2 separate regions of the Arachis hypogaea genome follow, and region 1 is linked to region 2. A link is a contact called in public Hi-C data. All regions are on one chromosome and are shown on one strand. Each heading gives the region's core, a stretch centred on a gene start, on an enhancer-like site or on the middle of the called end of the contact. The rest is flanking DNA. Distances are from core to core; before and after follow the strand shown. Region 1 holds the start of LOC112703156 (vesicle transport protein GOT1). Region 2 holds the start of LOC112703154 (probable glucan 1,3-beta-glucosidase A).

The links. A called contact is a pair of places that touch in the nucleus more often than the background predicts.
Region 1: a contact with region 2 is called in a Hi-C map of leaf, with 2.4 times the contacts expected there. The contact joins the promoter of LOC112703156 here to the promoter of LOC112703154 in region 2. A contact is called at or near these places in 2 of 8 Hi-C or Micro-C datasets (both in leaf).

The regions. Positions count from the first base shown.
Region 1 is chr7:56,790,535-56,795,182 of arahy.Tifrunner.gnm2.J5K5, forward strand. It overlaps LOC112703156 (vesicle transport protein GOT1), which reads left to right and starts at 2,049. Exons shown (of 7, transcript XM_025754487.2): 1 at 2,049-2,497; 2 at 3,364-3,425; 3 at 3,977-4,068. The coding sequence starts at 3,395. It also overlaps the pseudogene LOC112703155.
Region 2 is chr7:56,646,081-56,650,885 of arahy.Tifrunner.gnm2.J5K5, forward strand. LOC112703154 (probable glucan 1,3-beta-glucosidase A) reads right to left here and starts at 2,891. Exons shown (of 8, transcript XM_025754485.3): 1 at 2,630-2,891; 2 at 2,402-2,521; 3 at 1,741-1,926. The coding sequence starts at 2,821.

The DNA of each region.
Region 1 (4,648 bases), core at 799-3,298, 140 kb after region 2:
TCTCTTGTGTTCTCATTTTTTGGAGATACTGAAATTTTAAGAACAGAGACAAAAATTTTAGTACTAATCTCTCAGCCAATAAATATGATATTGAATCTCAGTCTATCAATCTCTATATCAGTACTTCAAAACAAACGCTACCTAATTGAGAAGGTGGTGGAGGGTCATATATTATTAGTTTGTTTATAATGGCCTTGATAGAAACGGATACCAGTTTAATAAAGCCTCTTTCCTTCTGAATAATTTGAAATTGAAAAGCCAACATAAATTCCATGCTCTCTACTTTAAGCATTAGCTACCTCCTCATCATTATCACTGCTCATCATTATCATGGTTAGTCACGTAAACTATGCATCCTGAACAAGATCATCTTCAATGACTTACACTTCTAGCAATGCATTTTCTGCATTTTTCAAATGGAAAAAGACATTATGTATCACAGGGTACTCTCCAATTGGTTGAACATTTGAGCGTCATCAACTGCATTTTCACCATCATCGTTATCATCAGTTATATCCGCGGTATCAACTTCGGTCGACAATTCGTCATTGTTGATGGTACCATCGGATTCTGACAAGCCAATGAGTGCACACAAACTTCATTCTTGATAAATCTAGACTGTCTCAACAACCCAGTTAACACTTCAGCACTTGTAGTATCATCTTTGTCCTGACAAAGTTTAAAGAATGCAGATAAGTTTGTCGCCCTTGGTCTCCATTTGTTTGAAACATCGGCCACAAAAGCTTCTTTAAAGCAGGACAGAGCCTCCGAAATCCTCTCATCAGCGATATGCCCAGAACAAATAATCTCCCAAGTTTTTGAATTCGGAATTCCACCACCTTCAGTTATTTGTCTAAAGAAACCCAGAGCTTTGTCAGTATTTCCTTTCTTGACATAACAGCCTATCAGAAGGTTTGTTATTCTCGGATCATAAGTCGAACTTGTTGAAAGCCATTCCTCATAAATTTTTTCTGCACCCTCAATATCATCCAGTTTAACCAGAGAAGCAATAATAGCATGGTATCCCAAGTTTGGTATAGTGGCAAACAATGATTTATAAGTACTCCACACACGATAAACGTCGTCTTTCTTTCCAACACTTCCATATAAGCTCAGAAGATAATGAAATGGTACTCTATCCCGGCCTTTGATTCTACTCTCAACCTTTCTTAAGCAGCCTACTGCTTTTTCAAACATATTCATATTTATATACATTGTAGCCATTGTGCTGAATGTAGTCCAATTAGGAAAAATCTTCGGGTCCTTCACCATCTGGTCAAACACCTCCTCCATCTTTTCTATTGATCCTCGAGAACCACATGAAGATAGACAGATATTATATGAATAGATATCGAGCCGTATGTTTTTCTCTCTCATTTCTGAAGCCAACATATCAACTTTATCATAAACCTTAAGGTTCACATACAAAGTCATCATTACATTAAATGGTAGCGAATGTACTGCATAACCTTTACTCCTCATTTTGTCAAATAATGCCTCTGCCTTTTCCTTCATTCTATATCGCACGTATACATTCAAAAGAGCTCCATAGGTCCTTCTATCTGTTAACTTATCAGCCAGACTCAGAAAATACTCTTCTGCACTAGAAACTCCATGAACCTTGGAAATCAGATCTAATTGAATTGCTGCATCACTTGAAGATACACTAAACCTCTCTGGTTTGTTGTTCATCCAAACATAAACCTGTAACATTACACCAATTGCTTTCATAAATAGCTAATATTAAAACATTATGAGGCAGAGACATATCTGTAATCACAAAATTTCAAAGGAAGCATTCCATTTAATAGAAAAGTGGGAAAAATGGCATTGTAAGTATTGCAAAATCTATAATTTACAATACAAAAGGATAATATAGGAATGCTTGTACAAATACTTAAAGCTAGGGAGACAAAATATTGTAAATGATTGATTTGATTTCATTCAATATATATCTATATATTCAGAAAACATTGTTGGTTTAACATATTTCCACAACAAAGCACAAGATGTATTCTATATCAATGGCTGATTTTTGGCTGTAAGACGCGGAAAAATAAACTAGTTTATCTAAAACAAAAAGGTCGTAACAACTAACAAGTACCCGTTGCCTTCGGTGCGGGGGATTAAGGTACCTTCCCCGTGTCCGCTGTACTCATTAAGCACTTAACTACTTATATAGAATGAATTTACAAAATTATCCTCGCATAATCTGAAAATAGTCAAAATACCCCTAGACCTGACCTTTACAATCTCCTCCGCCCCAACCTCTGCATTCACTACTCTAAATCTCCGATTCTCTTCTTCTCATCCTCGCCACCGGCCCACCGTCTGCCGCCGTCACGCCGCACACTAACCCTTTTCTCTGTCTCTGCTGTTCCACCCGTTTGCCGCTGTCCTCTGCTTTTCTCGTCGTCAGATCCGTTGCTGCCATCTTCCACTTGTCCCGCCGTCCTCTTCCTCGCCTCCGTTCTCTCACCTGCTGATTTCGCCGCTGGTATTGGTACTTGTATAAATGATCTGATTTAGTGTTAAGTTGTTCTGTTAATTGTTCATTGCCGAGGAAAGCATGTTGTAGCATTCTGGAGCAGAACATCCTTGAAAACTAGACCCTGTGATCGGGTATATCTATTTGGATCAATGATGTGAATCAATCAGGGATAGTGTATGAAAAGGCTCAATTAGAAGATCTGTTAATTTTGTTGTCAATGAATATGCTTGTTATTTAGGGTTAGTTTTCATTTAGGAGTATAGGTTGTGTATTCTTTTTCGCTGATTTGGCTATTGGACACTAAGATTTTTAGAATCTTTCTACCCTCTCCCATGGGGCTCATTGCCGCTTCTCATGTTACAAAAGTTTGATTCAAAAGTCTCTTTGAGATACTACAATTTCATTTTTTCTTGGAAGGGTCTCTTACATCAATATGTTCTTCAGTATTATTATTTAAAAGCTTGACACAATGTGATGGTTTATGGATGCATATGGATTTTTGGTCCAGAGTGGCTTTTCAGCCTCTTGGCTTTGGATTTGGATTTTGAATGGTTATTCTCAAAATATTAGACACCACTGATAGAAGGTTGGTGTATACTTTCGGCTATAGCTCTTAGGAATAGTTTCCTTTATTATAGTTCTCTGAGTGAATGTGGAATAGATTACTCTCGTTGGACATGGAAAATAAATAAATAAAGAAAATTTTTTTTTCCTGGGATTTTTTTTTTGCTGGATTATCATTTTCCTAAATGGTGATGTTGCAATGTTATCTTAGAATTACATTTTCTGTAGATAAATGATCTACATGCTTCTATTAACCTAGTTTGGTTACTTCTACTAACCTAGTTTGGTTACTTTATTATATGTTTCAGATAACGCAAGGACATAAGAGTTGTTAGTAAAATGGTTTCCTTTGAGATGAATGATCGCAAAAGTAAGTGGAATGTGATACTTTTTGTTGTTGTAGCTGTACTAATGGTGTTATATTATGTGGTCTACTGCATCTAATGCTTGTGTTTGAGACTTAAGAGTAGATTGTTGTAGATTAAGCTAGTAGTTCCTTAAGTTACTTAGATATTCAGTTATTTGGTCAATGGGCTTTGGTTTATTTTAAGGCTCTGCATTTTATTTCCTTTTCTGGTGTTTTCTTTTCTGTCTATACCTTGAATTTATCTTCAGTTCTTTTCATGGTCAAAAGAAATTGTACCCAAATATTTTTTCGAGTAATAAATTGATTACTCGAAATTAATTTCACTTCTTGGAACTAATTGGATTTGGCTAATATGATATAGTTTCCAAGATATCTATTAGTTCCTTTGTTTTGCTCTCACATTTTTCCATTATTCCTGGCACAAGGATTAATTTGACAAAACTGTCTATTGGACATATCTAAGTTACGTAGTCGGAATCTACTTCTGTCATATTTTTTACCTTATTTACAATTCCTCCATCTGAATATGTTTATGGGATGGGCATATGATACAGAGATCGGTTTAGGGTTAACTGGATTTGGTATATTTTTCTCATTCCTTGGGATTATCTTCTTCTTCGACAAGGGATTACTAGCTATGGGAAATGTAAGTTTCTATTCTATTTTGAGTCCCTTGCTTAAGTAAAACTTCTTATTATGGTTTTTATAGTTAAGCTTGGAAGTGGTCATTGAATTTGGATTTGACCCTAGCCTCAAATTGGTCTCCGGATTTTCAGTTGCTTTAATTTGGACCCCAAATTTTCACTTGGTAACTTACATTAGTTCCTCGAGAACTTTTTGTTAACGATGGGGTGGCATGACATACTAATGTTGAAAGTCAGTATCGAATGTCAGAACATGGTTAGGCTATGTGTAATGGAGTGATGACGTGTTGGTTAGTGACACAGCATTTTGACATGAATGGTAATGCCATCCGTCATGACAGTTTGTCCACGTGTCACGTATAGCAATATGATTTGTTTACACATGTCATCAAGTGACTCTAATAGGTTCCTAAATTTTCACTCATAACTCATTTTAGTTTCTAAAATTAAGGGACGGGAATCAAATAGAAAGCACCTTTTGACGACTAAGTTACAATGTATCTCTCTGGGGATGCTAAGAATATTTGAAACAATTAGTTATTGAGATAGTCTCTCTTATTTTGTTTCATAAATTCAAAATTC
Region 2 (4,805 bases), core at 1,641-4,140:
AACCGTGAACGAATTGAATTCGGAAAATAACAATTCACATAATTTTACATATATAGTTCCTGATTCTTTGATATTTCTTTTTAATTTTATTTTTAATTTTTTATTATTAATGTTAACAACATGTTATATATTTAATTCTTTTTAAATTCAACAAAAATCATTTTCCTTACAGCAATGTGTACAGATATGAGCTTCACTAACGCAAACATATCTTTTCTCGTCTTCACATCCTTTTTTTTCGTGTTTCTTTTTCTTCTATTTCACATTTCTCCTTCTTTTTTATCACGTTCCTTCTTCTTTTTAGTATGTTTTTTCTTTATCATCGTTCTTTTATTACTACTGTTGTTATTGCATTTTTTCTTTCATTTTTTTCTAGTAATTTTATAACATTAATTTTTTTTATTTTGTTCATTTTAAAAAAATAAAACAACAAAAATTATGAAAAAATGAAATAAGAAGAGGAAGATGAAGATGAAGCAGCAGAATATAAAGAGGAAAAAGAGAAAAAATTTTGAATTATACAAAACTTATTATCAGAATAAGAATATACTAAAATTTTGCTATAAAGACACAAAAATATTTTTTTAATATTGTATTTTTCTTTTTTTATTTTTTTCTTTTAGTTGAATGAATGTAGGTTCATTCTCTTTCTAATAATTTTGTAGCATTATATGTTTTTTATTTGATTTTTTTGTTTTTATATTTATTAAAAAAATAAAAAAATTTTAAAAAGTAAAAAAAAAGAAAACGATAAATAAAAAAATAATTATAAAAAAAAAATCAGCAAAAGATAAGAAGAAAAAAGAATAAAAACTTTTAATACAAATACTTTTTATGATAGATGATTTTAAATTAATTGTTAGATCGATAAATTAACTTTAAAAAGCAATATAAAATATGTAATATGAAGTTAAACTTATATGTGTCATGAGATTCTAGATCTAAATATAAAAGGAAATAAGTTTCTTATTCTTATAAAATACTAGGTTTTTTTTCTTTTGTCTTTATAAAATATTTATTTTTATTTTAATCCAATAAGATTTGCAAATAATTTATTTTAATCTCATCTATCAGTTTATTTTATTAAGTGTTGACTTGATACATTTAAATATTGACATGAAAAAAATGTATGATATGAACATTTAGCCTATTTTCCAACACTTAACAAAACAAAAAAGTTCAATTGTACCGAAATAGACTATTCAGTCTAACATTATAAATATCAATAAACCCCAACAGCACATGCCCAAATCATTTAACGTAATCCAACATTCTCCTATTATTTTAATGTCAACTTGTTAAGAATCTGCACTACTCCAAACACCCAAGTGGGGACAAACAAACAAACAAAACATTTTGAATTTCTTTGGTTATTTTATCATTTTTGTTTCCACTGTTTAATTTAGCTAAAACAAAGTAAATATAAAAGGTAATAACTACCATGTTACCTAATAAGTTAGTAAAGGATGAAGTGTATCTTTTTTTTGCTAACGTTTAGTTATATTTAATTTGTTTTTAATATTTTTAATTTGTGTCTAAATTATCTCTAAAAATTAATTTTATATAAAATATTAGAAATAAAATTAAAACTTTTGAGAGATAATTTTAACCTAAACTAAAATTTTGAGTACAAAACAAATAAATAAAAAATATTAAAAATAAAATTAAACATTAAAAATATTTTTAAAAAACTTATAAATATTAAAAATAAAAAATATACTTTATCTGTTAGTAAATTACCTGCAAATAGGTACCACTAGTTGTTTTGATTCGAACGCGGTTAGATTTATTACTTTCCTTAACAATATTGAAAGTTAAAGAATCAGTTGAAATATTGGTAAGAGCTACAACGTTGATCCCATCTAATCCCACAAACTGCTTGTTGAACACCCTGAATCTGAAAGTGGTCTCGTTCAGCCTCCATAACTACACAAACAAACAAAATTATAAGATAGCTTAGTTATACTTATGGAAAGAAGATTAAGTAAACTTTCAAATTGGTCTCTCATAAAATTTTAAATTAGACATTTTGATCTTTAATAAATTTTTATTTATCAAACATCTATCAAAATTACTTTTGTAAAATATATTCGTATTTCTGTTGTTTTTAATCAAATTTTTAATATAGGTATTAAACAAATAAGTTCTTTAACAAATTTCATTATAAGACAGTAAAATTCCAAAAAATATACCCATAAAACAAAGGTGAAAACTCAAGTACAGTGCAGGTGAAGTTAATAATTGAGTTTTCACCTAGAACAAATTGGTCTCCCTTCACAACCCAAAAAAAAAACTAATCTGTCTCGTGTAAGTAATTCTTAAGAATTTATAGAGAATAATATTTTATTGGAAAGTTCAGGACCAATTTGAGTGTTGATTCTTTTAGACATGGCTAACTCACCCTGAATGTTTCCCAGCCCGAAGCGGCAGTGCGGTTTGCAACTAGGATCGTTCCTCCTCCAGACTCTGCACACAGATACTTCCCTGTTGTCACAGACTTGAACTGAAGACCAGTTCCATCCTAACCAAAATTGAAGATCAACAATTATATAAACTTGTACTAATATTAATAACAACATGAATAAATATGATGATTATTACGAATGTTATATAAATAATATTTTCTAACCAAGAAATCCTTGTTTGGAATTCCATCGAAGAGAGAAGGTTTGATCCAACCTTCAGTAACGAGCCAACCACCAAGACTAACTGCTCTCACAGGGGAATCGAGATTTTGTCTTGCTTCATGAGATAGAGAAAGCATTGTCAAGGTAATAACAAAGTTAAGAAGCAATGTTCTGAGGTTGAGACAGATACTCATCTTTAGATGTGTTTCTTATTTGTCTTAAGTCTTAACCTCTTCCTCTCTCTGCTTTGAAGTGAGTCCGACCAACTATATATAGCAAACAAAAGATATGTATGTATAAAATTAGAGTAATTAAAATAAATAGTAAATAGATCAATAGAAATAATATTCAAATATTAAAATTAGTCACTAAATCAGTCGTTAATATATTTATATATAAATAGATGTGTTGTTTATTTATTTTTAATATATATTTATATTATAATATATATTTTAGATAAATACTACAGTAAAGATTTTATAATTATTTTCATGTAAAAATATTTTTTCAACTTTTGGATAATGAATTATATGGTTAAATTTTGATATTTATAAAAATGTGGTCTTTATTTAAAATATGACTAAATAAATAAGTCACATTTTTAAATAAAGTATTTTCATAAAAAGATTTTTTTATATAGTCATTTGAGTAGTTATCTATATTTTATATTAGTAGTTAACTTTAACAAATATTTTTAATGTACAAATAATAAAATTGATAAATCAAATTAAATTAATCGAGTAGTTAATTCACTTCTCTGTTTAAACAAATGCCAAAGATAAAAGTTAAAAACAAGTGATGATATATCAAATAAAAGAGATATTGAAATTAATCACACATTGTAAGAGATTGCAATATGTCTTGCAATGTGTAAAAAAATATAGGTAAAAATGTATGTATTTGACAGCAAACACTATATCTAAAATGTTTATATCTTTTAAAAGTAAATAGTTTGTAATGTACCACTACTTTTTGGGGGAAATAATTTCCATCGAACACCATTATATCCAACACCCCAAAAAGCATCTTCGTTAGAACTTTAAAATTAAACTGAAAGATAAAATGTTAATTGCTGATTATAAAATGAACAAAATTAATTGACTGGATTTGATACTTGATAGGCTGCTAAAGAAGGAAGTCTCAATTGTCCAATCTTTTAAAAATATACACAAATAGGGGTCCTCAATCTCTATGTATAAACCTGCAGCAATATTGGACTTGTGGAAAGGTGACTAGATTGGTTAGGCCGATAAAAACTTAAAGGGTACACTATTTTTTTTATTTATTAAAATTTTAAAAATATCTTAATTTTATTTTAATTTAATTTTGTTCCAAAAATTTTTGAATGGTTCAAATATAATTTTATTAACTAAATTTTTAAAAAATTTAAAACAATCCAATAATAATAATATATGACAACTAATCAATTATTTTTAATTTATTTATGTTGATGATTATTCTTGTAAAATTATTGCTGAATTGATCTAAAATTAGTTAAAAATATATTTGATACAAATAAAAAATTTTTAAAATAAAATTAAAATAAAATGAAGCTGAGAGATATTTTAAAAAATTTTAATATAGTTCAAAGACAAAAAATATAATTTACTCAAAACTTAAATTTACTGTGATAGTCCAAAAATTCAAATTTAATAGATCATTTGTCAAGATCAGAAAGGCACCTTGGTAGGAGGAATTATTTTATACTTATATTTATTTATTTTTTGTTTAAATTTTCTAATTGATTGTAATACTTTTAGCATCGAAGGCCGTTAGATGTTCTTGGGGTCTTTGGTATCGTCATACTTTATATGGGTTGGTTTGTCGAAACCTTTTCGTAACCATTATCACGTGTTCGCTTCTTGTCCTTATGGGATCTCGCCGGTGTCTTTTGTCGTCGTCGTCATGTCGGTGCTCCGATCAATGAAAAATGCTTCGATCTCGTCGTTTCCAGTGTCATCGTTCCAGTGACCTTTCGTTCTTGGTTTTTCGTCGCAATCAGCTTTTGGAGGTCACTTGACTTGTGTGTTCTGGTTGGTATCGCTCTTTGGATGTGACCCATTCCTCAAGAGTTTATACTCTTTGATAGAGTTCTTGGATTGCTTTCTCTCCTAGGCCACGAGTGCGAGAGCCTTTTCAAGATAGCAGTTGTCTTCTTTCGGTGGTTGCCTATCAGGG